7 separate regions of the Mus musculus genome follow, and regions 2, 3, 4, 5, 6 and 7 are each linked to region 1. The links are chromatin contacts, called in public HiChIP or PLAC-seq and promoter capture Hi-C maps. All regions are on one chromosome and are shown on one strand. The core of a region is the stretch at or near the end of the contact, and the rest is flanking DNA. Distances in the headings are between cores, read along the strand shown.

Region 1 (3,626 bases), core at 638-3,137:
AAGTGTAAGCCAAATAAACCTCCCCAACTTGTTTCTTGGTCATGATGTTTGTGCAGGAATAGAAACCACGACTAAGACATCAGGGAACAATATTTCCGTTTGCACTCCTTTGGGCTCTTAGCTCTTTCCATCTCTTCCAAGAGCTGTCTAGAGCCCCAATCCACAACTGCTAGTCCTCCCCATACCTTCCCCAACACATACTCTTCACTTCCCCGCCTCCTCCAGTCTCATCTGTCTGCTAAGGTCTAAATGTTTGGGTCCCCATCCCCACTTTACATACTGAAATCCTAATGTCCAAACTGGTGGTTTTAGAAGATAAGGCCTTTGGCGAGGTGACTAGCTACACCCTCCAGAACATTATTAGTCCCTTATAACGGGTGCTCCAAGGGCTCTCTTGCTTTTCTACCACCCAAGAAAACAGCAAGTGCATGCCATTTACAAGCCAGAAAGCATGCCTTCACCAGACACTGAATCTGATGGTAAGTTGGCCTCGGGAATTCTCAGCCTCTACGACATCAGTTTCTGATGCTTTTGAAACTACATAGATATAGTATTTCATTTATTGACATCTGAACATTCTAACACTATTCCTTGGGGATTGGTTTAACCTAGGGTTTGGAGGTTTAACACCTCCCCCAGGGAACTTCTAACATCACGTGGGGGCATTTTTGACTGTGGCACTGGAGGGGGGTTGGGGGGTGTCACAGACCAGCATCTATGGAATTGATAGAATTCTAGCAAGTACAGTACAGTCTCTCACCACAAGGAATCATCTGAAGACAAAGCGTAATCATCACATTAGTTAAGAAACACTGATTTACACCAACCCCTTCTTGGATCCTCTTTCCAATAACACCGATCTTTTTGTTACCAGTACCTATAGCCTCCAAGACAATCTACAACAAAGTTAAGCACTTCCTGAAGTCTCACCAAGTTATTGGGCTCAGCACACTATTTTGCTTCCCTTATATTCATGAAAGAGTTGCTGTCAAGTTAAGCCAGTTTTAAATAGGAAAACACGTTTCTGCACAGCATTACAGTAGGCATAGAGCAAACCAAAAGTTCGACCGCCTTTAAATCCAAGGTGATCTCATACGACAAGAGTTGAAGTGTCTCCGTTTTCAGCATGCATACACCCTTCTCTCTGAAACCTTCCCTCGCCCACGGCTCCTCCTCTTCCACACGCCTTCTCAGTTCCTAACACACATCTCTACTATATAACTTAATACGGCTAATTGCCGACTTCTACCATTCCTTCATGCTGGGATCTCCTTAAACTGGAACATGCATTAGAAGATATAAAACGTCGCCTCACAAAAATGAAATGAGCAGGACTAAATCCGTTAAGTTACCAAAGTAATAATAAAAACTACTACCATTTCCGGGTCACCACCAACATGCCCGTGCCCAAGAAGGTTGCCTCCCGCCCCGCTTCCCCCCTCTTTTTTCACACCGAGGCTACCACATCCCTTCACCTGCAGAAGTGAAATGGCACCTGTGGCCTTGAGTCCATCTGAGCTACCTGTTCATGCCTCAGTTTCAAAAGTCAGTTCTAAACAGTTTGTTTTGTTTTGATCACATAACCTGTGATCATATGTGAGCATAACCCGCCTCCGTCTAGTTGCTGCGGGTGAAGAGGCTCAGGCCCAGGTCCCCAGAGCACAGAGGGAGGCGACAACGCCGGCTAGACCCCTATCACGGTTCCTCCTGGATCTTACCTGGCTGTCCCACCTAGCTCGGTGATATCTAGCCGAACGTCGCACGCCCAGACCCCGACTCCTTTCCTCAGCCCACTTCTGTGGCTGAAACGACCCGCGCGCGCTCTGCGTCATCACTTGGCGCCCGCGAGCGATCACATGATGCCCGGGCCCGGGCCGCCGCCCCTTGGTCACGTGACGGGCTAGGGACTCCAGGACAGAAACCCGGGTCCCGGCAGCTGACGCTCTGCGGCCCGGGACTCTAGGGGGATCCCTGGGGTGGGAGACGGGGACCGGGGCGCCCAGTCCACGCGGCCAGCGTCGGACGGCTGACAGGTGAGTCGGAGGCGGGCCTGCGGGTTCGAGGTCCATTCCTTCCCCCGTGGGCCACGTCCGGTACTGTCCCCGGAGCCAACGGGAAAACCTAGGGCTTGCAGGGTTGGGGTTGCACGCCTGATGTTCACCCACGCCTTCATGGAAATCGCTCTTGCATGCTTCTTTGAAGCTTTTGGGGTGATGCTCAGCTACTTGGCCCATAGCTGAGCTTGCAAGTTTCTCGGAGCGGTGCCTTGCTAATGTGGCTGATCTTGCACTTACTCTCCAGAAAATCAAGTAGTCACTGGAGTGATGATGGGCGAGAGCGCGCGGGGGGGTGGGGGGGGGGGTGGGGGGGGGAATAAAAGTCCTGTCGCTCACTGTGAGTTTGTGCAAGTCGTTCCTCTATACCCTAGTCTCCCTCACCTGAGACATGGTGCTGTAGTCCTTGTATTGGGGGCAGGTAGTTCTACTGGGTCCTGATTCTTCTATGATAGGAAATTTAAAAGTTGGACTCATAAAAAAAGAAAAGAAAAGTTGGACTCTTGATTTCTATATAGATGAGGGATAGTGAAGGAGTTTTATTATCTCTAACCACAGCCAGGGACTCTTTCCTTAGGTCTGCTGTTCTCACTTGTGGGTTTCATGACCCCTTTAGCAAACCTGTTTCCATAAACGTTTACATTATGATTCTTAACAGTAGCAAAATTATAGTTACTAAGTATCAATGAAAATGATTTTATGGTTGGGGTCACCACAACATGTATTAAAAGGTCAGGAAGGAAAGTTGTCTTAGATGTTAAGAATTAATGAATCAGGACTTGAGAGATGGGCCCAGTGGCTAAGACTGTTTGTTTTTCCTGAGGCCCCGGGTTCAATTCTAAGTACCCATGTGGTGACTCTCAACTATCTATAACTCCAGATCCAGGGGATCCAACACCCTCAGACATCCATGCAGGCAAAACACCAATGGACACAAAATAAATATAATTTTAAAAATTCATGAGTCACATTGGGGTGATCCAGCTTATTCCAGAACTTTTCTGGGACAGCCTCTGTTATGGATTTGAGACTGCTTTCTTTAGGGATCTGAGGTTTTGTGAAAAGAAGAAAAAATCCATCTGCTTTTGTCCTCTACACTTTAATTTTCTAAAGATATTTTGTTCTGTACTTACTGGGTAACAGATGCCATTCTTGAAAACACGTTCCTTTGACAAGGGGTTCTTCCTATTTAAAAAAAAAAAAAAAAAAAAAAAGTTACATGCCAAGATCCTAAAACTAAAGCTGCCATACTTTGTAACCTATAAAGTAATATTAAGAAGGGAATTAAGATCTGTGGTTCTGTTCCGTGCCATTAACAATTCAGTTCAACCCAGAGTTAGAGTACTGGTGTTTGCAAGTGCTCTTTGTATGTGTTGGCTAACTTATGTCTCCTGCTCTCAGTAGTGTATAGACATCATGATAACTGGAGCTCAGGGTTCTGCACTACTGTATCTTCAGATCCTAAAACAGTGCTTGGTCTGCAGCTAAGGCCACACTATTAAATTATTTATCAGTTGAGTGTTAGAAGGCTAATATGAAAGTAGAGGTTGTCATTTTTCAAAACGTTTTATT
Region 2 (3,626 bases), core at 331-2,830, 490 kb before region 1:
TACAGGTCGGCTTTCTCCCAATCAAGGACACAGCCCATATCTTTTTTTATTTGTTCCCCCAAAGCCAGGAGCCTGGCTGGAACTTTTCAAAATAATCTAGGTTATTTAAAGGATGGTGAGGGTTCTGGGCGGGGACTTCAGTCATCTAAATTTAGCCTAGAAAATGCCCACAGTGGTACATGATGATTAAACACATTGTGCAAAAATAAAAGAAGAAGATCTGGCAAGGCAAGAGTGACATATCAAAAATCTAAGTACTTAAAAGATGCAGTCGCTCGATGTGTGCTTTCTCCACCACACCAGAGATCACTAGTGTGAACACCATAGGCCATCTGGGCCAGAATGGCTGAGAGGACCTTAAAACACCTCCCTCACAGCTGTGGTTATGATTGGTACAACACCGTGTGAAGAAAGAAAGCGTCTTGTGGCCATCGCACTAGCACAAGCTCTGACACGTTAAGAGCAATGGCACCTTCAACAAGTCACATAGGCTCTCTGGACCTCAGTTTCCTCATCTGAAAACTTGGCCTCCCTGTTTTAGTGCACACCCATATGATGAGGTGATTAAGGTTGTGGGGCGTCAACAAAGGCACCTAGAAAGTGCAAACGTCTCCATCCTTAGATGATTTGTTCCCCCCCCCCCAAAAAAATCACACAGAAAGGTGAAGGGCATCTGTCAGCGTCACTGAAGGAAAAGTTCTGAATTCTGAAAAATTTAGATCAGTAGTTCTCAACCTATGGGTGGCAAGCCCTGTGGGGACCGAACATCCCTTTCACAGGGGTCGCACACCAGATATCCTGCACATTACAAGTCATAACAGTAGAAAATTACAGCTACAAAGTAGCGACACAAATAATGTTGTGGTTGGGATCAGCACAACATGAGGAGCTGAATTGACGGTCACAGCACTAGGAAGGGTGAGAACCACTGCTCTAGATGGACAGAAGGCAGTCAAATGAGTCTCCTGAGTTTCTATGCTGGGTTTTTACATCACTGTTGCTCCTCAGAAACCATCACCAAGAGCTGCTGTTAGAACTGTCAACTGCTGGGAGTCTGACATCAAGGATGCTCGGGTGACTGAGGAGATGAATAACTTGATCTTGCTCAAGCAGCTAAGCTCCGGGAAGGGAACTATGGTTGCTTATAATGGCCACCAGGGGGAGACAAATAGGGCTACGCGGGGGGAAAAAAGAGTTCTTAACTGCGGTGGTCCGCACTATCCACACGTTTTCTCTCAAGTTATTTCCTTTCTTATAAATGTCTGCCTCTAGCCCTTTACCAATTGTCAGATTCTCAGATGCCTTCTCAGTGTAAGCAGCGCAACCCCCAAGGATGAGAGAGCTAAGAGCACAAACACTGCACTGCTGACCTGAGATTAGCTTTGGCTGGTACCGGCTAACTACCTCCCCTGATTTCCACCCTGTTTGCCAGCACGCCCCTCCAGTCTATGACTTCCAGTTAGACTTCCAAGCGTACAATCTCCCTCTACTGCTTGCACAATGGCAGAAGCTTCTAGACGCTCCCCAAGCCTGTTTCCTCTTTTCCCCAAGCACGCGAGACCACATCTCTGGATCTCCCTTGCAGTTAGTTCAGTAGGATGCTGACCGATGGGTGCTGTCACAGCCTCTGACCTATTGCCACACTCTCTCTTCCCCTTCCACGATGACTTCAACAGCTCCTTAGTTAACGACGTTCACAAAATGGAAGGGTCCTCAAGTCGCTGTTTGTTGAGAAGACACGCTCCCCATAACAACACGATTCGCATCAAAGCTTAAGTAACTGTTCAGCCACCGAGAATGAAGGGATGTTAGCAACGGAATGTAGAGTTTACCACTTAGTCTCACCAGCCATAGCCCCTGGCTTACCCAATTCTCATCATGTGACAAGCACTGCTACTAACACAGCTATTACTGGTACAGTCGCTGTTCAATGGTATTTTAGTAATAGTGTTACCTGGTAAAGACCCAAGGACCACTCACCCGGCATGACCAAAATTTGAATTGGGAGTCTGTATTGAGCAGGCTGGGGACGGCCTGAAGAGAAACGCTTCCCAAAAGGCAGCCCTGAAAGCGCATTGCAGGGAGCTTTCAAAATTAAAGAACACAGAAAAACTATATCCTGGTTTGCCAGCAGGGAAGCAAGTTTAACAAGCAGTTTACCAAGAGTCAAGAGCATGCCGTTAGCTAGGGCATTTCAACCCCGAGTTTCTAAAACAAGGTTGGGTGCTTTCCCACGGGACTTCTAATAGCAGGGGGTGAGGGAGCCAAAGATGGCTTCAGCTGGGACAAGATGGAGAAGCTTTCTCACCTTCACAATAGAACGACATTATAAAGGCATCAATAATTAGTTCTTGACCCTGTGAAGCACCTACCTTGTTAATCCATTGGGATCCATGGATTTTCCAGGGTCATTTCTGTGAATACTCAAGTCTTTTTATTTTTATTAATTATTCTATTTGTCTGCATTTCAAATGATATCCCACTTCCCAGCTACCCCTCCACAAATGCCCCTCCCACATCCACCCTCTCCTGCCTCTCCTTTGCCTCTATGAGGGTGCTCCTCACCTACTCTTGCCCGACCACTCCAGCATTCCCCTATGCTGGAACATCAAACTTCCACAGGCCCAAGGGCCTCCCCGCCCATTGATGTCAGACAAGGCCATCCTCTGTTACATATGTATCTGGAGTCATGGATCCCTCCCTGTACACTCCTTGGCTGGTGGTCTAGTCCCTGGGATTACTGGGTGGTCCAGCCAGCCAACACTCTTCTTCCTATGGGGTTGCAATCCCTCTCCACCCCTCCAGTCCTTCCACCAGCAAACTCACTGGGACAGCTCAGTGGTTGGCTCAGTCTGATGGTTGGTTCCAAGCATCCACTTCTGCATTGGCCAGTTCTTGGCTGAACCTCCCAGGGAACAGCCACACCAGGCTCCTGTCAAACAAGTGCCTCTTGGCACCAGCAACAGTGTCTTGAGCTTGGTGTCTGCAGACAGGATGGATCCCCTCATGGGGTAGTCCCCAGATGGCCCTTTCTTCAGTGTCTGTTCCATTTTTGGCTTTTTGGTTTTTTGGGTTTTTTTGGTTTTTTGGTTTGGTTTGGGTTGGGTTGGGGTTTTTTTGTTTGTTTGTTTGGTTTGTTTTGTTTGTTTTGTTTTTTTGTTTTGTTTTGGTTTTTTTTGGCCCTGTCTTTCCTTTGGACAGGAACATTTCTGGGTTAAAAACTTTGAGATGGGTGGGTGGCCCCGTCCCTTGACTGGGTGTCATGCCTATCCACTGGAGATGTCCTCTACAGGTTCCATCTCCCCTTCACTGAACGAATTTTGGCTAAATGCTAAGTCTTTATATAATGATAATACATTTGCATATGACCTGTGCACATTCTCCTGTGACCCTTAAGTCACTTCTGGATTGTTCATCACACCTAACTCACTGTCACAATGACACTTTCACAGTTTTGAAAAAATTGACATTCATTACAGATGCAATTTTTCCTGGATTTTTTTTGTTTGTTTGTACTATCTGAGCATTTTGAATTCACAGAAGCCATGGATTCAGAGGGCTGCCTGTAGTGGTGGACTCCGGGGATACAGCGAGACCACTCAAGAGGATCACGTGTCTGATTTGTG
Region 3 (3,626 bases), core at 762-3,261, 480 kb after region 1:
GGCCACAGTCAATCAGATTTGGTTTCAGAATAAGCTATCTCTTATCCCATTTGAGATGAGTTGTGTTTTTATGTTGACAATACCATCATTGTTTTTATAAAGGTAGAGAAAACAAAACTACAGACTCGTGAAATGGAGCTCTTCCTGAAATTCTCAAATACAAAACTTCTGTGAAGAAATAAAGTATAAGGAGTGGGCGGGGGAACACTGACTTTCTTAAATGTTTTTACCGTAAGTGACTTAAGAAAACTCCTTTCTATAAATCTACCTAGTGTCGAGTACTCCAACAGGAAATGCATTAAATCCTCAGGTCCCCCCAAAGTTGCCAGAATCTGCGGTTATTATGCCATGAAGACATTCAAGGCAGTGGCTGTATGTACTATCTCTGAGATGACTATGCAGACTCCTCTCGAACACAGAGAATGGTGGAAGTGGCTTTAATAAAGAAGAGCAGAACGACTAACTTGTATCCCCAGTAGATGACACTAAGCCCTGTGCTTGAAGAGTATCACCACCACTTTTTCTTTCTTGTTAACTTTAAGGTGAGCACTGCGGGGTCACAGCGCTGGGTACTGCATCTCCGCACACTGAGGAAGAACAAAAGGGAACCATCCCTGAACACCAGAAGCCTTTCTAACGCTCTGGCAAACACCAGCTGTGCACCAGAAACCAAACACCTAACTTCTCCAACCTCATTTCCTCACCTGTAAAGTCTAAATAACACGATCCACCTTTGAGGAGTGACCGACGGATTAGGTAAAACCTGTGAGAATGCTTTCTAGCAGACAAATGTAGAAGAGTTACTGCCAAGAACAAAACTGCTTCTTTATTGACGCTCCTTTTCTGGGAGAATAAGGCAGCAGAGGCGCTCGCACTTCTCAAGGTCTTGGTCAGGACCTCACTACCAGGTACCCGCACCCCCAACCTTTCAATAGCAAGAACCCACCTAAAAACTCATCGTAATGATCTCATCAACAAAACCTGCCAAGCTGTAATTATCTGGAAAAGATCTCTTTATGTGTTTCTCACTTCTGGTATGTAGCACAGAGAGAAATAGAAAGTGAAATATAAAATACTTTTAGCACTCAATCCATATGAAATGAAGACTGATCTTTCTAGTCTCCCACAGATGTCTCATCACCCTGGGATGGTAAGCTTTCATAGTCACATCCAACACCTTATTATTTACTCATAGAAAGAGTTTAGGGGTTCGTTGTAAGTATAACCTTCCTCGCGGTGACTTTTGGAAATGGTTTCAAGGACTGACATTCATGGCTTGAGTGGCCATTTACCTCAAGTACTTCACGATCCGGTGGACTCCAAGACACAGAAGTGACAACGTATTCTGCACTGTGAAATGGGTAGACAGGGGGCTCAAGCTCTGGCTCAAGTCCAAGGTCACACACGGCGAGACCCGGAGAGCTGTTTTTCCAGGGCTGTCGCATAGGACGCTGGAAGCCAGCAGTCATTCCCCAAGAGAAACAGCAGACAGACAGCCGCATGCTCACACAGCCGTGCTTTCTCCTCGCCCATCCAGGTGCCAACCGAGCAGGGCACAGACCCGCCAGCACCACTCAGCTGTCAACGCTGGCACGAGTACCACGGGTCCCCGCACCCCCGCCAAAAGGCCCTCTGGGGAACCAGACCGTGGTTCCCCAAGCCGCGTGCCACCAGTGCCCTGCCGTTCCCGTCGGCCTGGGAGAGGGCACGCCTCGGCCAGCGGGCTAGCCCTACGCCGTCCTTACCAAGGAGCCGGAGAAAGATCTGAAGCCCGATGCAGAACCGGCTTTGGCTGGAATCGTAGTAGGAGTTGAAGATGGCGTCGATGATGTAGAGGCAGGGCACCCGGAGCGCCACTTCGAGCGCCGCCCAGACCTGCTGCTGGGCCATCCGCACCTGCTGCTGCGGGGGCCCCACCGCCGCCATGAGCCGCTGCCACACCGGGGCTGGGCGGGCCGGGCCAGGCAGGGCGGCGCGGGGGAGGCCCGGGGCCGCGGCCGGGGCGGGCGCCGACGAAAGTGGCTCCGCCCCCGGCCGCCTCCTGTCCTGTGTCCCGGCCCGGCCCGCCCCGCCGCCCGCTCGCGTCCCTCGGTGGAGCAGGGGGCGGCGGCAGCGGCTGCCGGGAGGCCTCGGGGCGTCGGTGTTTCCGGCCGGCTAGGGTCTGGCTCCTCCTCCCTCCAGCGCCTCCCCCGCCAGCGGAGCCACCATCTTGACCCCGCCTGCCTCGGCCGTTGCTGCCGTTGCGAGGCCCCCGAGGCGGCGCCCGCGGTCACTCGAGAACGCGGAGCCGGCGCCGCGGCCCTGCGTCACAATCCGGCGCGCCGCGCAGCGTCAGCACGCGGGGCCCGGCGAGCCTCGAGCGTTGCCATGGTCCCCGCCCGCTTCGGCTCGCCTAGCCTCGCCTCGCCTCGCCGCGGGGTGGCGCTCGCGTCGCCGGCCCGCCGCGTCCCAGCGCCCGAGCGCCTGTGAGTGGCTGCCCCTCGGTGTTGGCGTGCCCCGAGCGTGGGATGCTGGGCTACTGCGCACCGACAGTGTTAAATGTCTAGTAGAGCCCAGTGAGTGTCCCTTGAACTCGCCTCGTCCTGCTTGGGAGATGAAAAGCTGGAGGACGCCGCCCTGCCTACCTGCCTCTCCCCACCCAGAGGCCAGGCCTGAGGAATGGCAGGGGAAATAACCTGCGAGGCTGCACAGGGCGATCCCAGCCAGACTTGGCACTGGCCTTGAGTTGTTAGGTGTTGCCAAGAAAAACACACTCGCATCTGTTTACACATCTCCCTCCCTGTCCCCGTGGACGGTCATGCACATTTTATTAATGGCTTCGGAGCCTGACTTACGAGCAAGAACCCAGAACTCTCTGAGGTCTTTGATTTATCCTTGTCCTGGATAAATCCTTAATCAGAGTTGAGCGCATTCTTTCGCCGCTCTTTCTTGCCTATCAGTGGAATTGGTATGACCTGGCTGTTGTTTCTCTGTTCCTTCTCCAGCAAAGGAAGAGAGTAAGGTCAGAGGCTGAACTGTAGACTTAGCTGTTTTGGTTTAAGGAACACAAAATCGCAAACCAGGAAGCCTGGTTGACTTGGGCTCCTAGCTCAAAGCGCACAAGCCAGTTTACAGCAGGACTCTAGAAGTTGGACCTCCCTTCCCACTCCACCCCACACCCGCACAGGGAGGAGGTCTGTAAATAAAATTATCAGACTTTAACAGAACCCTTTTGGGGGAAGGTGTTTGGAGCAGGAAGATGGCACCTCCACCCAGTTTTGTGGTTTGGGCTTTGTTTGCTCACTTTCCCCTCTTCCATCTGTATACGAGGCACTGTAGGCCCCGGTTTTCTTTTACCAAAGCCTCTATATCAGCTATTACGATAGGCATTTGCTCTACCTGTTTTATCAAGGTTGAGACTGGTTTAGATAAAACGAATTGCAAGATCACAAAGGTGCTAACAGGTGGGACTGTGTATGCCCCAGACCAACAAGAATCAAAACCAGAGTTTGAACCTAATGGTATCTTAAAGCTTAAAACTTCGGTTTGTTTTGCTTCTTTCACCCACAGCCAAATTCTGTAACTGAGTCCTATCCTTCCTATAGCCGCTGTCACCATCCTAACTCAAGACCTTTCTCTGGTTTATT
Region 4 (3,626 bases), core at 312-2,811, 470 kb before region 1:
AGAAGGAGATCCAGTAAATAGAAAGGAAGAAAGCTCTAAAGAGAGAAGAGGAAGCCTTAGCAGCACCCCATCATGGTCAAAGGCAAGACAAGATGCCTGCTACCATCAGCACTGACACTGACATTGAACATGAAGCAGACGAAGAAGCAGACAGGGAAGAAAAAAAAAAACAAAACAGATTGGAAAAGGACTCTCTGGGAGGCACCCACGGATTCTGAACCTCTAAGGGAAGACCTCTTTCCTCTGTAGACTGGTCAGTTAGCCCAGCCTGCTGCCACTCAGGAATCAGACATCATGAGTCTCGGTTGCCGCCCCACCTCATGCAGCTGAGCAAACTTGAGCAAGCATGTCTCCTTGGAACCCCTATATCCTTAGATCTCTCAGCAGCAATGGTTCCTTGGTAGGTTGTCTGAGCCGTATATGAAGGTAGCAAGCGAGACAACAATGAGATGGAGTCATTCTGAGCCCTGATTCTGGAACTAGCCAGTTGGTCCCCCATTCCTATGACACATTAGTTATAGGTCATAAGTGATACACCTTGCATCTCTGTGCTTCAATCTCCCATCAGGTAGGGATGATGGTACCAATCTTCTAAGGCCAGCAAGATGGTTAGAGTGAGCCAATACTCATAAATTACTTTGAGCAGCAGCTTGCAGAACAGTACAATAGAAACAGGTGTCAAATTAAGATCTAAATGATGAAACGGAGCATGCCAGTACACAGGAGCAATCCCAGCAGTGAGGGGAGCAAGAGCATCATGAGTTTGAAGCCATACTAAGCTATATAACAAGACCCTGTCATTTATTATAAATATATGTATGTATATGTATACATACATACATACATACATACATACATACATACATACATATTGGCTCCTGAATCAACAAACAAAGGCTAATGTTCTTAAGGAAGGGCTCTCAGATATGTCCTCTGGCTTACACATACACACACACACACACACACACACACACACACACACTCATACACACATACACACAAAATAAATAGGAAATGAAGCAAGAGACCAAAGTTCATAATATACATATAGAAGAGTGTTGTGGTAACATTGATTATTTGATTTAATTGTGTTATACAATATGTGCTAATTTTTAAAAGGGAAACATTAACAGGAAGTTGTACCTGTGGGAGAAAAGGTTTTTTTCTCTCCTCCTCACAGGACAGGAATTACAACTGATTCAGAATTTTGTTTAAGAAGGAAACCCAGACTCTGAAGGCATCATAATTTGCAGAGGTGGTTTGGCAAGAGAAAAAGGTTGGATTTTCTGCTCAACTCTAAGTCTTTGCCCAGTTTCCTCCCATGTCTGGGCAGGTGGACCGAGAGAGTAGGACCCTGAGGGCTCCTCCATTTGGCCATCAGAGTGCCATCTGTTGGTGATGACCTGCTCTAACACCGTGTGCCTCAGTGAGGGACAAGCTCATGTCAACCTCTGGCCCAGAGCAGGTATTGAGTAAGCCCTTCCTGTCTCCATGTGCCTCCCCTTGGAAGATTCGGATTATTCCGGACCTAGAAGCAGGCTTCCTCAGGCCATGGCCACATGCCTAGATGACTCACACCTAATTCCTGTAACACTGATCTTCAGGGCTCCAGCTTGGGCCAGCTGATCTCTGAATCCTTTCATTCCTCCTGACAAATATTATTAAGAATAACACGGAACACCAGGGATGTCTCAGGCACTCGGCTGCTAGGCACCAGGAACACAGCCATGAACTAATATGGGAAGGAGATTAACAACTAGAACATAACAAGTCCTGTTAGGTGGGATCACCGGGGAGACATTCCAGCCCAGTGCAGGGCAGGGACATGAGGAAGGAACAATTGCACAACATCTGCTATGTGGTAAGCACAGACCCATTCATTCCCTTTTTGCTAACATACTCAACCATTCTGTAAGGTAGGTGACGAATCCTCAACTTACCGTCATGGTCAACGAAGAGCAGACAGACTCAGAAACTAGCCTAAAGTCACACAGCCAGGACATAGTTCAATCAGTGCACACAGTGGGATTCCAGAACTCATGCTGTCTGCCATCATTCAGCCTCCACAGTGGGCTACAGTGTCACTTGCCTGGTACCCCAACACTTTTCTCTTTAACATTCTAATTCTTTCAAGTCTAGAAAAGAGTGAGTTACCACCTAGACTACCAATGCCGTATTCATATCGAGAACCAGGAATGAATCTCATTCTCCAGGGAACGGTTGTTTCAAGGTCATTGATATCTGTAGAATGATCCTTATGGGTGATAGTTTGAATGTGCAGGTATAACTTACAATATGACTAGATTCATTTAAGTCCAGTTCAATGAACTGAGGCCAAACATGATCCGATCTTGCACCAGACGCTACATCCCATCTCTATCCTGACTCTGGACTTAAGTAAGCTCTCAAGATCCAGTTTCAGAGACAAGAAGTAATCTCGTCTCAATGCAGAGTGCTGACCCATATACAATCACAGTGCATCATTTGGGGGAAACCTCCCAAGAAGGGGCAGAAATATCATAAGAGCCAGAGAACCAGGACACTCAGTGTTAGATAGTATCATCTAGACATGACAGGAAAGCTACACCCATGAAATCTCAATATGGTTGTCTAATCAAGACTTGCATAATAACAACTCCAGTTGATGTGCCAAGGTAGATGGGAAAATTTCACAAAGTTCCATGCCTAGACAAAGAGCTACAGATGATCATTGGGGGACTTCAAGAACCAGCTTTCTCCAAGAACAGTGACCCCTGATAGGTTGTCTAATCCCAAGTGGTCAGCCTGTGCATACAAAACAACACTAAACAGACTCTGGAAGCTGTGCCTGTGTTATGTATACATACATTCTTTCTGTCCCCTCTTCTGGAGTGTGCCATGTACCTTGGGGATATCCCATCTATAGCTGACTATTAATTACTGTTATTATTTTTTTATTGTTGCTTATTCTCAGCACTTGAATAGCAATCCATGCCTGTAGTAACCACTACCAACTACTGTAAGAAGTTTCTCTGACAAAGGTTGGAGGATGGAGAGGGGTTCTGTGAAGTGCTGTCTTCTGGTCATGGCAAGTGTGCTTCATACACAAACTCAACAGTAGCTTACATGGGTTCAGAAATCAGTTAAATATCCCAGTATGGTTGGGGGAGGGTCTCCCAAGGCCCCAGCCCTGACTGATGAGCTGTTGGAAGTTGATGACTGCTGGAAGGAGGAAGTGTACCTTTGCCTTGAGAGAGGGTCACTGGGAAGGTACCACGCTCCCAGTGGATGGCCCCATCTCCATGCACCAATGGGCACTATTGGACTCACTGGGTTAAAAATATTAATAAAAAATTTTAAAAGAGGATATAATATTTGGAAGGAGATAGGTTAGAGGGTTCTGGGGGTATTGGATGGGGAGGAAGAAGCAGATATGAATAAGATGGTATTCATGTATGGAATGTTTAAACCATAAATATAAATTTTAAGAAAAAACATCATGGGGTGTAAAAGATGTGGGGTCATTGTGAAATTTTATAGAGGTGATGCTTAGCTGAGCATACTCCCCAGTGTTTACACACACACACAGCCTCCTTTGTAAAGACATCCAGGTCATGTGACTGGTTCTGATGGATCATGAGTGGTAA
Region 5 (3,626 bases), core at 350-2,849, 430 kb before region 1:
ATGCTGGTCTCTTCTTAATCACCGCTAATTTCTTAGCTCCAGCTAACCAGCATCAATAGTCCCAGTAATGCAAAGTTTTTGCTTTAGTAGTTCTGGTATCTTGTTAATCACAGCTGATTCTTCAGCCCCAGCTAACCAGAACTACAGAATCTTCACAATCAAAACAGGAATGGCCCTGAAAAGAGTCTTTAATTTTCCCTCTGAAATTTCACACACCAGAGCTCCAACTTCTGCAGTGTTCTCAACATTATCTTCCAAGCTCCTACACAACATCCGACAGAGGTCTTAACAATGGATGGATCTTCAAGCCCAAAGTTCCAAAGTCCTTCCACAGTCCTCCCCAAAACATGGTCAGGTTGTCACAGGAATACCCCACTCCACTGGTACCAATTTGTCTTAGTAGTCAGGGTTTCTATTCCTGCACAAACATCATGACCAAGAAACAAGTTGGGGAGGAAAGGGTTTATTCGGCTTACACTTCCATACTGCTGTTCATCACCAAGGAAGCCAGGACTGGAACTCAAGCAGGTCAGGAAGCAGGAGCTGATGCAGAGGCCATGGAGGGATGTTCTTTACTGGCTTGCCTCACCTGGCTTGCTCAGCCTGCTTTCTTATAGAACCAAGACTACCAGCCCTGAGATGGTCCCACCCACAAGGGGCCTTTCCCCCTTGATCACTAATTGAGAAAATGCCTTACAGTTGGATCTCATGGAGGCATTTCCTCAACTGAAGCTCCTTTCTCTGTGATAACTCCAGCTGTGTCAAGTTGACACAAAACTAGCCAGTACACCTACCTAGTCTTCACAGCACCCCTACAAGGCAAGAGCTGTGATCATTGCTACTTTTGCAACAGAGAGTGTTGACATCCCAGAAAACTGAGTGACCTGCCTATGGTTCCCCCTACTAGCCTAGGATATCACTGGCCCAGCACACTGACTGATAAATTGTATTCTTTCTGAGGTTCCCGAACCCAGCCTACGTGTGTGGTGGCCTGTCTGATGCAGCTCCAGGCCTGGTCTTCGACATCATAGTAAGTGCCTCTGAGCATTTTCACATGTACACACCTCCTCTTGGGTACTCTTTCCTCCAGTGTCTGATTGCAGTGCCCGAGAAAACCCTGTGTTTCTCTGCATCGTGTGTGTGTGTGTGTGTGTGTGTGTGTGTGTGTGTGTGTGTGTATGTGTGTGTGTGTGTGTGAGAGAGAGAGAGAGAGAGAGACAGAGAGACAGAGAGACAGAGAGACAGAGAGAGAGAGAGAGAGAGAGACAGAGAGAGAGAGAGAGAGACAGAGACAGAGACAGATTCAGAGACAGAGAGAGAGGTATGGGATACATGTTACAGGGGTGGGCATATACACCACAGTGTGTGAGTGTGCATGCTTGTGTAGGCATACACAGAAGCCAGACAAGGACATGAAGTACTTTTCTATATTGTTCTCTGCTTTAGTCCCTGTGGTTGCAGGCACACATACCCATTCCTGGATTTTTATAAGGATTTGTGGGATTTGAACTCAGGACCTCACACTTGTTATGCACAGGTCGGCCCCAAGGCTGAGCCTTTGAAGCAAGCCTCTATGACATCATCCTGGACCATGGACTCTCACCTCTCTTGCTGTCTCATGTGAATGTTTCATTACTGAGTGACTCATAGGTACTTAGCTCACAGTGTACTTGTCTCTCCATGGGATTAGAAGCTCCCTAAGGGCAAGGCTTACCCATCTAGCCTATGACAGCCCTGTAGGCCCATGCCCAGTGTCACCTACACCCAGTCCCTCTCTAGCCAGAAATCCCTTCCTGTTTGGCTAGACTGACCCCATGGAGATGGGAGTGCCATGACCGGGGGGCACAGTGAATGAGATGACCCCTTCCAATAGCTTGCTAGAGCTGAAGAAGCAGATGTTGTACCAGGATGACTCAGGCAACCAAGATCTATGTTCTTGTAATTCTGGAGGCTGAAGTCCAAGAGCAGAGTGTAAGCAGGCTTGCTTTGACTCTCCTGGGCTGCCTCATGGCTGGCTCCTTCCTGTGTTCTTCTATAGGAAGTCTGGATTCAAGTTCCCTCTTTTGATGAAGAGCCCAGTTCTTGGATTAATATACCTCCCCAAGAGTCTCAGTAAGCATTACGACCCCAATGATATCAGTAAACATTACATAGTTCTTTAAGGGGCCTGTTCCCCAGTACAGGGACATTCTGAAGCCACAAGGATTCTTACTTCAATATATAATTTGAAATTCGTTAATTCAGCCTACAGTACATCTCAGCTTCCCTCTTTACTTCTGTTCCCATTGTCACCCACACACGAAATTAGACTCATTAAAGAGCAGGTTGGGAATATCCAAAATGCCAAGTCCAAGTGTCCAATGGCTGGTCCCAGGGTCCCCAGAAAGAGCCTGCAGCAAATACTGTCTGCTTTGATAATATTCTATGTGTCCACACTCATCACTGTCACCCAAGGCTGACCAGGAGAATGCTGAAAGGCACAGGATACAAGTGTTTTAAGGAAGCCATGTCCTTCACTGGCCAAGGAGGCCAGGCCAGTTCTCAGGCTTCACCAGAAGGCAGGCCTCTGGAGTTGCTTAGCAACTTCCATGCCAGATGTTCCTAGCCACCCACAGAGCTTCTGAAAGCTTCTCTTCATGCAGCCTTGGCACTTCCAGGAAAGGGAGGAAAATACCAAACAACTGATTGTCTTCTTCTAGTCACAAATTTGATAAAGGAAGAAACTATCCCTCTACTACCAGGACCCAGGGACTGGTCCCCACCCCAACCCCACAGCTTCTCTCCCTCTGCACAGTACAATTGAAATCCACCTCAAGACTATCCACTATGAGAACATGAAGTCCTTCCACAGCTCACCACATCTGCAAAATCAAGGTCACCCTCCATCCACATCGAGGTGATCAAAACCCTCTGCCTATGTCCCAGATTTAGGTCCCTGTGGCAAACCAGATGATTTAGGTTCAAATCCTATCTGTGAAATGTTCTAGCCATGTGACTTTGGAGAGTTTAACTAGCTTCCACATAAGTTAGGGTTTGGGTGAAAAATGCCCCGCCACCCCCCCACCCCCCACGAACATGTGTTTAAACAATTGGTTCTTAATTGGTAGCTCTGTTAGAAGAAGGTATGGAACTTTGGGGAGGTGGAGACCAGCTGGAGGAAATATGCCTCTGTTTATAGTCTGGCTCCACTTCCTGTCCTATATCTGTTCGCTGGTACCCAGAGATGTGAGTAAACACCATGGGAATTCTCCCCCCACCGTGACTTCCCCACCGTAAGGAATCCTCCAACTCTTATGTTACGTCTTATGAGGTAATTGCTCATAGCGACAAGAAAAGTTAGTAATATGTCATGTTCCAGTGTTATAACCCATAAAATATTAACCACAACAGTATTTTCTTTATAGCATTGTAACACAGATCAAATCCGTTGATGTGTGTGACGCATACAGAATAGTCTCTAGACTATATTACACTGCATGTAGACCTTGGTTAACTTAATCACACAGAGGCCCCATCCTTCAGCACATCCCACAGGAGGTGACAAGCTTTCCGAAGGATCCACAGGGACAAGGCATCATTCCTGTCAGAAACAGGCTTGCAGACCCAGGCCTTGAAGGGCAAGGAGG
Region 6 (3,626 bases), core at 389-2,888, 400 kb before region 1:
CAGACTGAATCTCTGGAGCTTGACATCCAGTGGCCCCTGATACTCAGCCAGCCCCTCATTCCTTGGGACCTCCCTCATCAGTGCAGCACCAGACAAGCTGGGTGTTGATTCTTATTCGCCATATATGCAGAGTTCCTATAGTGCAGAAGTTACAGAAAGGGCTTAAGGAGCCGCCTCTGCCCTCCAGGCCTTTGTCTGGAGCCCACGGATAATTACAATACAATACCTTAGATGCTGCAATGTTACAGCTCATCCCCAGAACCCAGAAAGAGGAGCCCTAGCCCTGTCTGAACAACCAGGAAGAGACACGGGTCTGGCCTGGAGGAGTGACCCTGATCAGATAACACTGATGAAATGTCTTCTAGGTCCTGAGTGAAGACCAAGACTGGGCAGGGACAAAGTGAAGGTGTGAAGGTTTCAGTGGGTTCTTCCAATTGCCCCTGCCCCTGCCCCTTCCCCTAAGGGAGAGTCTCCCCTGAGGAGATAGATCATTTACTACTTAGTTTAGCATCCTGTCTTTGTGAGCCGACCCAGATACATTTCCAGAGGCCTTGGGAATCTCCAAGAACCCCAACAGTACATGCCAGCTTAACTCCAAGAAGGGGAACCAATGTCCCCTGGCTCACACCCTGAGCAGTCAGTCACACCTGTGAAAGAAAATGAAAGACACGCCACCTAGGTTCTAAAGTGATCACGTGTGAAATTCCAAATAAAACCAAGGATAGAATTAGGAATGAAGATAGCCCTTGCCTCCTCAAAGGTGCCGGTGGCAAATTCACAGACCCATCTCTATGCCAACAGCTGTTCCCACAGAAACGCTGCCAGCCCCCGAGGCTCCCACTTCCTGTGACTTCTTCACAGGGCCTTTCATGATCCTGGGGTCAAGAGTGAGCTCAAATAAGCCTTCATGAAGATAACTTGGACTTTTTCAAAGAGCTGTCTCACTTTGCCATTGAAGAAGGGTCTCCTGGTTGGGCTGAGGAGGCTGCCTCACCTACAGGGCTCACCTACAGACCAGGAGGCTGTCACATGGCACTGTCCTAGAAGTCATGAGAGGAGGAGGAGGAGGAGGAAAAGATGGACAGGGGACAGGCAAATGGGAGAGGGAAGAAAAATTGGAGGACAGTAGAGAAAAATGGAAGGAGAAAAGGAAGAAGGAAGGAAGGGAAGGGGAAAGTAGAAAACTTATATTTCTTTGAGTAGACACAAAATACCATGAGACATTTTGTTGACCCTATTTTAAAAAAAAAAAAAACTGGGACTATGAGAAATAAAGGAAATCACTGAAGGTCAAAACCCTAGTAAACAGAGATTTGATCCAAACTCCAAGGACTCTGAATCTTGTGCTTTTTCTAGACAGCCCAGATAAAAATAACTTCCCTGTATTGAGCATGTGCCCCATGCCAAGTCCCGAAAAGGCACTTTACAAATGCAGTTTCTCCAAGCACAGCAGGCCCTGCTCAGCTGCCTCTGCAGTGCAGGAGGAATAGACAGGGCCACCCCAGGGACTTGGCACCCTGATGGCAAAAGTTTTAAAATGATGGAATAGACACATCTAGTAATCATGGTGACTAGCACGTACGTGCTGCTCTGGTAGAGACCTACTTCCCAGTAGCTAGCTACATCTCTGAACAAACACTGTGGGTGAGGCTTGGCCCAAGCTCCCCTACCTTCTGCTGTCTGCCCATCAAGGGGTCACCAACCTACCCAGGGCCTTGCAGAAGGTGACCACACAAATATGGTATGGGATTCAAATGCAAGCCATGAATCTAGAGATTCCTTTTCTTTATGAAGCTAAAACTCTGCCAACCAAAAGATTGTCCTATGCCTGGAGACCCTACACCTGGAGACCCTACCTACCTCACTTTTCTGAGGTTAGGAATACCATTACTTTGGATGTCTCAATGCTTTTAACAGATTTTGGAGCCAATGAACAGAACCAAGCCCATGGCAGGCATGACCATTGTGTGGGTTGTTTGGTGGATTTGACTGTGTCTGTCATTTTGAAATCAGCAGTTCGATGATTTTTAACCACATTCATTTGTTGTTCAGCCCTCAACCCCATTCCTCTCCAGAACTTTGTCACTCCAAACTGAAGCTCTGTAGCCATTAAACAATAACTCTATGGCCTTCTCCTTACCCACATCAACCACTGCTTTGTTTGCATAGCCTGGATTACCCTAAATTTCCTACAAGATGAATTAGCAGCACTTACCCTTTGAGAGCTGCCTTGTTTTACTTAGCACAATGCCCTCATGGCTCATCCACGTTGTACTTGTATCTAAATTTTCTTCCTTTTAAAGGCTGAGTTCTGTTCCAGTACATAGATCTACCAACTCTTGTTCATCTGTTCATCCTTTGATGGTGCTTGATATAATTTTTAAAATTTATTTTGGCCTTACACGTGTCTGTGTTTTCCCTACATGTTCGTATGTGCACTATATGTATGCTTGGTGCACACAGAGATCACAAAGGGATGTCAGATCCCATGGAACTGGAGGTATGGATAGTGGTGAACAACTATGTAGGTACTGGGACCCCAACCTAGGCTGCTGCAAGAGCAACAAGGTTCTTAGCTACTGAGCCATCTCCATAGCCTCATACTTGGTTTAATATTAAAGATCACTGTAATCCAAAAGCCTAGGAATTCTTTATCCAGCCTATGTGCATGTGTAAGGGATGCTGTGTTCACTACTCTCTTTATTCTGAAGCACCTTATGGCAGAGACAATAACCCTGTATCTGTTATTATTATTATTATTATTATTATTATTATTATTATTATTATTATCATTTTGAGACAAGGTCCCTCTATGTATTTCTTCCCATCCTGGAACTTGATATGTAAACCAGACTGACCTCAAACTCACAAAGATCTACCTGCCATTGCCTTCCACATGGTGGGATTTAAAGGCATATACCACCAAGCTCAGCCCTTAACCCCTATCTTCATCTAACTTGCTGAAGGAACATCTCATTGGATACCATAAGAAACATTCAGTCACTAACTTTAGAAACACAAGAATACCCCCAACTGTGGGATTCAGAGTAACCCATGAACCCCCAGGGCAATGGGCTAGCCAGGAACTCAGCAAGAGTAAGTGCCTTGCCTAGCATAGGACCTGGTGGGCAGACAGAGAATGCTAGCCTCTCCCCAAGGAAGCATTGGGTCATCGGCCTGGCCTTTCACACCACCAAACTGTGGGGTTAGGCAAGGGCTAGCAGTGTGAGGGGTCAAACCACAGCAACTTCTCCTCCTTCAGAAGTGACCCAGTGGGGAAAATGTCAGGCACACTCCTTACATGTCACCAGTCAGTTACCCATACATTGATTTGCCACCACTTTTCCACGTCTTGGGGTTCATCTCAAGGTGGTGGAGATGTGACTCCTGTCCTGGAGGAGTGAAGCCTCATGGGAACTCAGCAACTTCCATGTCTGAGAAGAACCTTGGTTTCCCAGCCTCACGCTTTTCTTCTGAAATCAATTTGTTGAGGCTAAGACTTCCCGCCTGGCTTTCCCACAGTCTCCTTTCTCAGAGAAGGTGGAGATACTTACTATCTATGTGATCAGTGAGTTCAGGAGCAAACCAGACAAGCCCTTCTGCAGCCTCTCTTTAGGAATCGCCTT
Region 7 (3,626 bases), core at 769-3,268, 370 kb after region 1:
TTCATTTTGGGGTTAAGAAACAGCAAAAGTAAATGAGTCAGTCAGTCAGTCAGTCAGTCAGTCAGTCAACCAACCATTCGGGTCAGTGGATGGCTCAGACATTAAAGGTGCTAGCCACCTAGACTGATGACCTGAGTTAAGTTGCTGAGACACACAGGAGAGAACAGACGACATCCAGATATTTTCTGACCTTCATACGAGTATGAAAGTACTCACAGGTGTGCATGCACATGTGAACAGGGCACACACACAACACATTAGGTTAGATTCCCAAGATCCAAGTGCAGGAATAGACACTAACATATATCACAGTGCACACAAAAGGAATGTAAGCAAATTGATGCTGGAGGGCATTTGACAGCCTGTGTTCCTAGAACACTTCCCAGGAGCCTGTTGACACACACTGTTACACACCCTTATTCAAGCAGGTGTTCCCGAAACCTGCCTGCTTGCGTACCCTTTAAACCTAGCGCCTTCTTAGTTACGCTCTGTGCGAGCATGTGTGTGTGTGTGCACCTCCCCTGCACCCCCTGCGTGTTTGTGTTTAAAACGTATAGTAAATACTTGAGCGTTTACCCTTTTCTTCAATTCAAATTAACCTTCCCAGTTAATTAAAATATTTTACCTCATGGGGACTGACTACTGTGCATTTTCTAAAATGACATTTCCCGTTTGTTTACACTGCAATGCTAGACTGGTAATGACTAGTGATAAAGAGAAGATGCCTGCCTTCCCTGCTTGCAGTTCCTGGTGGCCTCTGGGTCCTGCCCCCCTCCGGTGGCATGGCCGTTGACAGGAATGGGCGGTCCTCAGAGGACCCTTAGGTTATTAACTGGGCTGCATGGAAGAGCTCCATTGGCTTCACGCTTGGATGGTGGTAATGAGCTCTGTGGCCCTTGCCTGTTCTCTTAGAGCTCCGGGGAACAGAGGGGCCGGGAGCTATGAGGGAAGCAGGTGTCTGCTGATCCCGTCCCAGCCCCTTCCCAACACCCCATCTCTTGGCCATTGGGCCTGAGGGTGTGGCTCTCCACCGTGGAGGGAGATTGGGAAACAGATGCCTCTTCCATGCCTCTTCCTGTTTCAGATGTGACTTTTCTCTTTCCAAGCATATTTTTTTTTTTGATGGTTGGGGATTCCTTTGAAGCTCCACTCAGCATTATTAATTCAGTGGTAGGGTGTGGACGGCACTTGGGTGGCTCTGCTAAGCAGTTGCCTTCCTTGGTAGAAGAAAGGGCTCCTCCAGGTCCAAGGAGCAAGGCCACAACCTTTTGTCATCAACAAATCGAAATGTTCTTGGTTCTCCCTTGTATGGGTAGTGACTACCAAACATGTTTTATTAGATTTCTGCCAGGGGCTCCCCTCTCCAGCTTAAAGGACCCCATCAGTGAAGTCATGTTGTTCTGGTCTGACAAAACGTGGGGGCTACAGGACCTTATAAAGAGGGCCCTACCTATACCATTTCACTGTGTGGTTATGGGGCGCTCTACTAGTCCCCTATTCGCAGCCGGAATGTGTCTGCCTTAACTGCTGGGCTCTGGCTGCCTCTCTCATTTACCTCTGGTGAGTGCACCTACAGGAACGTGTGTTCTCAGGGTGGGTTCTCAGCCTCAGCCTCCATCATTCTTGTGTTCCCATGGCAGCTCTCACGCCTGGGTTTATAGTCTGCACGGAACCCAAGAACGGCAAGTGTGTCTTCATGCCACTTGTGGGCAAGGCAGGCCGCTAGAGACCCCCACAGAAGCATGCTGTCCTGACTGAGACTCCAGTGTGCCTTCAATCTTGTCCCTTCTAGGGTGTGGAGGGAGGTGACTGGCTGGCCACCTGTTTCCCCTTGGCAGCTGGGCCAAGGCCAAGGCTTTGCGAGCGATCCACGCCCTGCCCGCCTGCATTTCTGCAAGGGTTCACTGTTCAGATGACAGATGTCAAGCCCACCAACAGCTGCCCTCCCGGTCCCCGGTCCCCGGGGCTGGGCTTCCTTCCTCCTTCTTCTCAGGGTTCATCTCACCCCCACCCTGTTCAGCTTTCTCACTGACTCCTAGCTCCACAGGGGAAGTGACTCTGCAGGTTCTCTAAGGCCACTCACTGCTGAACTGTCCCTTGATCCCACCCATCTCCCTTTAAATTAGCACATGAGTTCACTGACAGCACTGCCTTGGCCCGACCTCTGTTTCGAAGGGGAGGACACCTCTTTGGAAGAGAATCAAATACAGCCGGCCTCAGCCCAGTGCTGCTTCTCCTCCCTAGGCAGAGGCCAGATTTCCTGGTGTTCTGACTCCCAGGATGGTTGAGACGCGAATCACTGACATGGGAGGTGAGGAGGAGGGCAGGTTGAGAATTAAGTCTGCCGTTTCCATGGATGCAGAGGAAGTCCCTGCTTAGTTCCTGTTGCACTCTTACATTCTAAATCAAACGGCCAGCCCTGAAAGGCAAAGGTGGTGTCACCCAGAGAGTCAGTGCTGTTGGCATCTGCTCAGGGCAAGTGCTGACCTTTCATTCCTTTGCAAAGATTTAAGGCTGTTGTGCAAGGTTATGGTGAGGAAAATAAACCTGTTCTCCAGCCCTGACCAAGCAGCAGGCCCTCAGGTGTCTCCTCAAGCTTGTAAAGGAACTTTAAGATGGTGTCTGTGGAGGCAAGAGAGTCAGGAGTTCAAGGCCACCCTCCCTTACATAGCACCTTTGAGGTCAGCCCCACCGAGGCTCTGCCTGGTTGGCTGCTTCTGTTTCCTCCGTGGAATCATGAGGCCACAATGCCCACAGCTAGGGGACAGCCAGGCTTGCAGGCAAAGAAAGCCTCATTTGTTACAGTTGCCAGAAAGCTCCCGTTGTGTTCTCTGTGCTTTGAAAACTTCTGTGGATAAATTCCCTCCACTAATGACTGCCATTATATTTTCCTAGTGTATAGACAATCAAAACATGGCCACGAAAGCTTGCTCAGCTGTTCAGAGTGCGAGCTGTCCTTTCAGAGGACCTGGGTTCACTTCCCCTCCCAGGTCCTCACATTGGTAGCTCGGAACCATCGACAACTGTAGTTTCATAGAATCTGATACCCTCTTCGGACCTCCTCAGAGTCTGTGTGCATGTGGTGTGCACATTTTTACCCAGGTGCATGCATGCACACTGCATACATACTCATGGGCTTTTGACAGGAGCCTGAGTTGGGTGGTAAGCTGCTTTTTTTTTTAATTGCCTTTGCATCTTGAAATGCTAGCTAAGTCTTAGAGACCATCTCTGGACTTAACTCGGATGCTTGGTGTCTGTCTCAGGCCCAAGAGGGACTCCTGAGAACGATAATCTCTTGTTTTGCTTAGCAACCCCGTTAGCAAGATGTTAGCAGCCTAATGAAATTATAAGCCAGGGCACCATAAAATAAGGTGATTCCATGGAGTAGCAGAAGAGTTGTATCAGAGACAGTAACAATGGAGGACCCTCTGCTGGCTCTCACAGTGACCAAGGATAAGGCCAAGCTGGCCTCCTTAGCCACCAGCCACTCAGCATGGCCATGGGGAGATAACCACTCTAATTAGGATAGATCAAGGCTTTTTGTCCTGGGAGAGCTGTAGGAACTGACCCATTCAGGCACATGGCTGGGCTACCTTAAGCATAACAAGATACAACTCCCCCCACCC

The links. Promoter capture Hi-C pulls out the DNA fragments that hold promoters and counts their contacts. HiChIP or PLAC-seq counts read pairs in DNA pulled down with a chosen protein or histone mark.
Region 2: a contact with region 1 is called in a promoter capture Hi-C map of neutrophils. The contact joins the enhancer-like site here to the promoter of Washc5 in region 1. A contact is called at or near these places in 13 of 39 promoter capture datasets (the 3T3-L1 cell line, the C10 cell line, cranial neural crest and 8 more), 11 of 15 datasets of contacts at CTCF or cohesin (CD8 T cells, the G1E-ER4 cell line, the NIH/3T3 cell line and 5 more), 78 of 484 Hi-C or Micro-C datasets (CD4 T cells, CD8 T cells, the G1E-ER4 cell line and 46 more), 39 of 115 datasets of contacts at active chromatin or transcription factors (the 230-238 cell line, CD8 T cells, DN3 thymocytes and 22 more) and 3 of 9 other capture datasets (adipose tissue, liver and pancreatic islet).
Region 3: a contact with region 1 is called in an H3K27ac HiChIP or PLAC-seq map of embryonic stem cells, with 5 times the contacts expected there. The contact joins the promoter of Rnf139 here to the promoter of Washc5 in region 1. A contact is called at or near these places in 18 of 39 promoter capture datasets (the 3T3-L1 cell line, 3T3-L1-derived adipocytes, the C10 cell line and 12 more), 2 of 484 Hi-C or Micro-C datasets (LSK cells and bone marrow-derived macrophages), 22 of 115 datasets of contacts at active chromatin or transcription factors (the 230-238 cell line, the SCID.adh cell line, T-cell acute lymphoblastic leukemia and 11 more) and 2 of 9 other capture datasets (embryonic stem cells and liver).
Region 4: an H3K4me3 HiChIP or PLAC-seq map of bone marrow-derived macrophages shows a contact between it and region 1, with 7 times the contacts expected there. The contact joins the enhancer-like site here to the promoter of Washc5 in region 1. A contact is called at or near these places in 8 of 39 promoter capture datasets (the C10 cell line, cranial neural crest, frontonasal cranial neural crest and 4 more), 3 of 15 datasets of contacts at CTCF or cohesin (CD8 T cells, the NIH/3T3 cell line and large pre-B cells), 19 of 484 Hi-C or Micro-C datasets (CD8 T cells, CD8 central memory T cells, the HL-1 cell line and 14 more), 34 of 115 datasets of contacts at active chromatin or transcription factors (the 230-238 cell line, the NIH/3T3 cell line, T-cell acute lymphoblastic leukemia and 22 more) and 3 of 9 other capture datasets (adipose tissue, liver and pancreatic islet).
Region 5: a contact with region 1 is called in an H3K4me3 HiChIP or PLAC-seq map of bone marrow-derived macrophages, with 10 times the contacts expected there. The contact joins the enhancer-like site here to the promoter of Washc5 in region 1. A contact is called at or near these places in 3 of 39 promoter capture datasets (the 3T3-L1 cell line, the C10 cell line and embryonic stem cells), 2 of 15 datasets of contacts at CTCF or cohesin (CD8 T cells and the NIH/3T3 cell line), 2 of 484 Hi-C or Micro-C datasets (bone marrow-derived macrophages and embryonic fibroblasts), 22 of 115 datasets of contacts at active chromatin or transcription factors (the 230-238 cell line, CD8 T cells, the NIH/3T3 cell line and 17 more) and 2 of 9 other capture datasets (adipose tissue and liver).
Region 6: a contact with region 1 is called in a promoter capture Hi-C map of liver, with 4 times the contacts expected there. The contact joins the enhancer-like site here to the promoter of Washc5 in region 1. A contact is called at or near these places in 4 of 39 promoter capture datasets (the 3T3-L1 cell line, liver and stem cell-derived epiblast-like cells), 2 of 15 datasets of contacts at CTCF or cohesin (the NIH/3T3 cell line and large pre-B cells), 3 of 484 Hi-C or Micro-C datasets (bone marrow-derived macrophages, embryonic fibroblasts and myocytes), 17 of 115 datasets of contacts at active chromatin or transcription factors (the 230-238 cell line, the SCID.adh cell line, T-cell acute lymphoblastic leukemia and 13 more) and 2 of 9 other capture datasets (adipose tissue and macrophages).
Region 7: an H3K4me3 HiChIP or PLAC-seq map of bone marrow-derived macrophages shows a contact between it and region 1, with 2.4 times the contacts expected there. The contact joins the enhancer-like site here to the promoter of Washc5 in region 1. A contact is called at or near these places in 3 of 39 promoter capture datasets (the C10 cell line, the HPC-7 cell line and hippocampal neurons), 1 of 15 datasets of contacts at CTCF or cohesin (the NIH/3T3 cell line), 5 of 115 datasets of contacts at active chromatin or transcription factors (bone marrow-derived macrophages, embryonic stem cells, extraembryonic endoderm stem cells and 2 more) and 1 of 9 other capture datasets (liver).

What each region holds. Positions count from the first base shown.
Region 1 is chr15:59,372,448-59,376,073 of GRCm38.p6, reverse strand. It overlaps Washc5 (WASH complex subunit 5), which reads left to right and starts at 1,887. Exons shown (of 29, transcript NM_153548.3): 1 at 1,887-2,033. Nsmce2 (NSE2/MMS21 homolog, SMC5-SMC6 complex SUMO ligase) reads right to left here and starts at 1,876. Exons shown (of 7, transcript NM_026746.3): 1 at 1,719-1,876.
Region 2 is chr15:59,862,820-59,866,445 of GRCm38.p6, reverse strand. No RefSeq gene overlaps it. Among named protein-coding and RNA genes, the nearest start is that of Gm36819, 41 kb to the right of the region's middle. Within about 2 kb of position 1,580, at least 47 of the 459 cell types and tissues checked have an H3K27ac peak or open chromatin away from gene starts, as enhancers often do. A contact at or near this core is called in acute myeloid leukemia, bone marrow-derived dendritic cells, bone marrow-derived macrophages and 4 more, where this site is marked.
Region 3 is chr15:58,887,614-58,891,239 of GRCm38.p6, reverse strand. Rnf139 (ring finger protein 139) reads right to left here and starts at 2,011. Exons shown (of 2, transcript NM_175226.4): 1 at 1,746-2,011. The coding sequence starts at 1,926. It also overlaps a transcript of Tatdn1 not described here.
Region 4 is chr15:59,843,451-59,847,076 of GRCm38.p6, reverse strand. No RefSeq gene overlaps it. Among named protein-coding and RNA genes, the nearest start is that of Gm36819, 22 kb to the right of the region's middle. Within about 2 kb of position 1,561, at least 69 of the 459 cell types and tissues checked have an H3K27ac peak or open chromatin away from gene starts, as enhancers often do. A contact at or near this core is called in the HL-1 cell line, the NIH/3T3 cell line, adipose tissue and 8 more, where this site is marked.
Region 5 is chr15:59,797,649-59,801,274 of GRCm38.p6, reverse strand. No RefSeq gene overlaps it. Among named protein-coding and RNA genes, the nearest start is that of Gm19510, 4.5 kb to the right of the region's middle. Within about 2 kb of position 1,599, at least 49 of the 459 cell types and tissues checked have an H3K27ac peak or open chromatin away from gene starts, as enhancers often do. A contact at or near this core is called in CD8 T cells, bone marrow-derived macrophages, microglia and 1 more, where this site is marked.
Region 6 is chr15:59,773,808-59,777,433 of GRCm38.p6, reverse strand. No RefSeq gene overlaps it. Among named protein-coding and RNA genes, the nearest start is that of Gm19510, 19 kb to the left of the region's middle. Within about 2 kb of position 1,638, at least 18 of the 459 cell types and tissues checked have an H3K27ac peak or open chromatin away from gene starts, as enhancers often do. A contact at or near this core is called in adipose tissue, liver and microglia, where this site is marked.
Region 7 is chr15:59,002,668-59,006,293 of GRCm38.p6, reverse strand. All of the region lies in intron 3 of Mtss1 (MTSS I-BAR domain containing 1), which reads left to right. Among named protein-coding and RNA genes, the nearest start is that of Gm41330, 10 kb to the right of the region's middle. Within about 2 kb of position 2,018, at least 182 of the 459 cell types and tissues checked have an H3K27ac peak or open chromatin away from gene starts, as enhancers often do. A contact at or near this core is called in the HPC-7 cell line, the NIH/3T3 cell line, bone marrow-derived macrophages and 2 more, where this site is marked.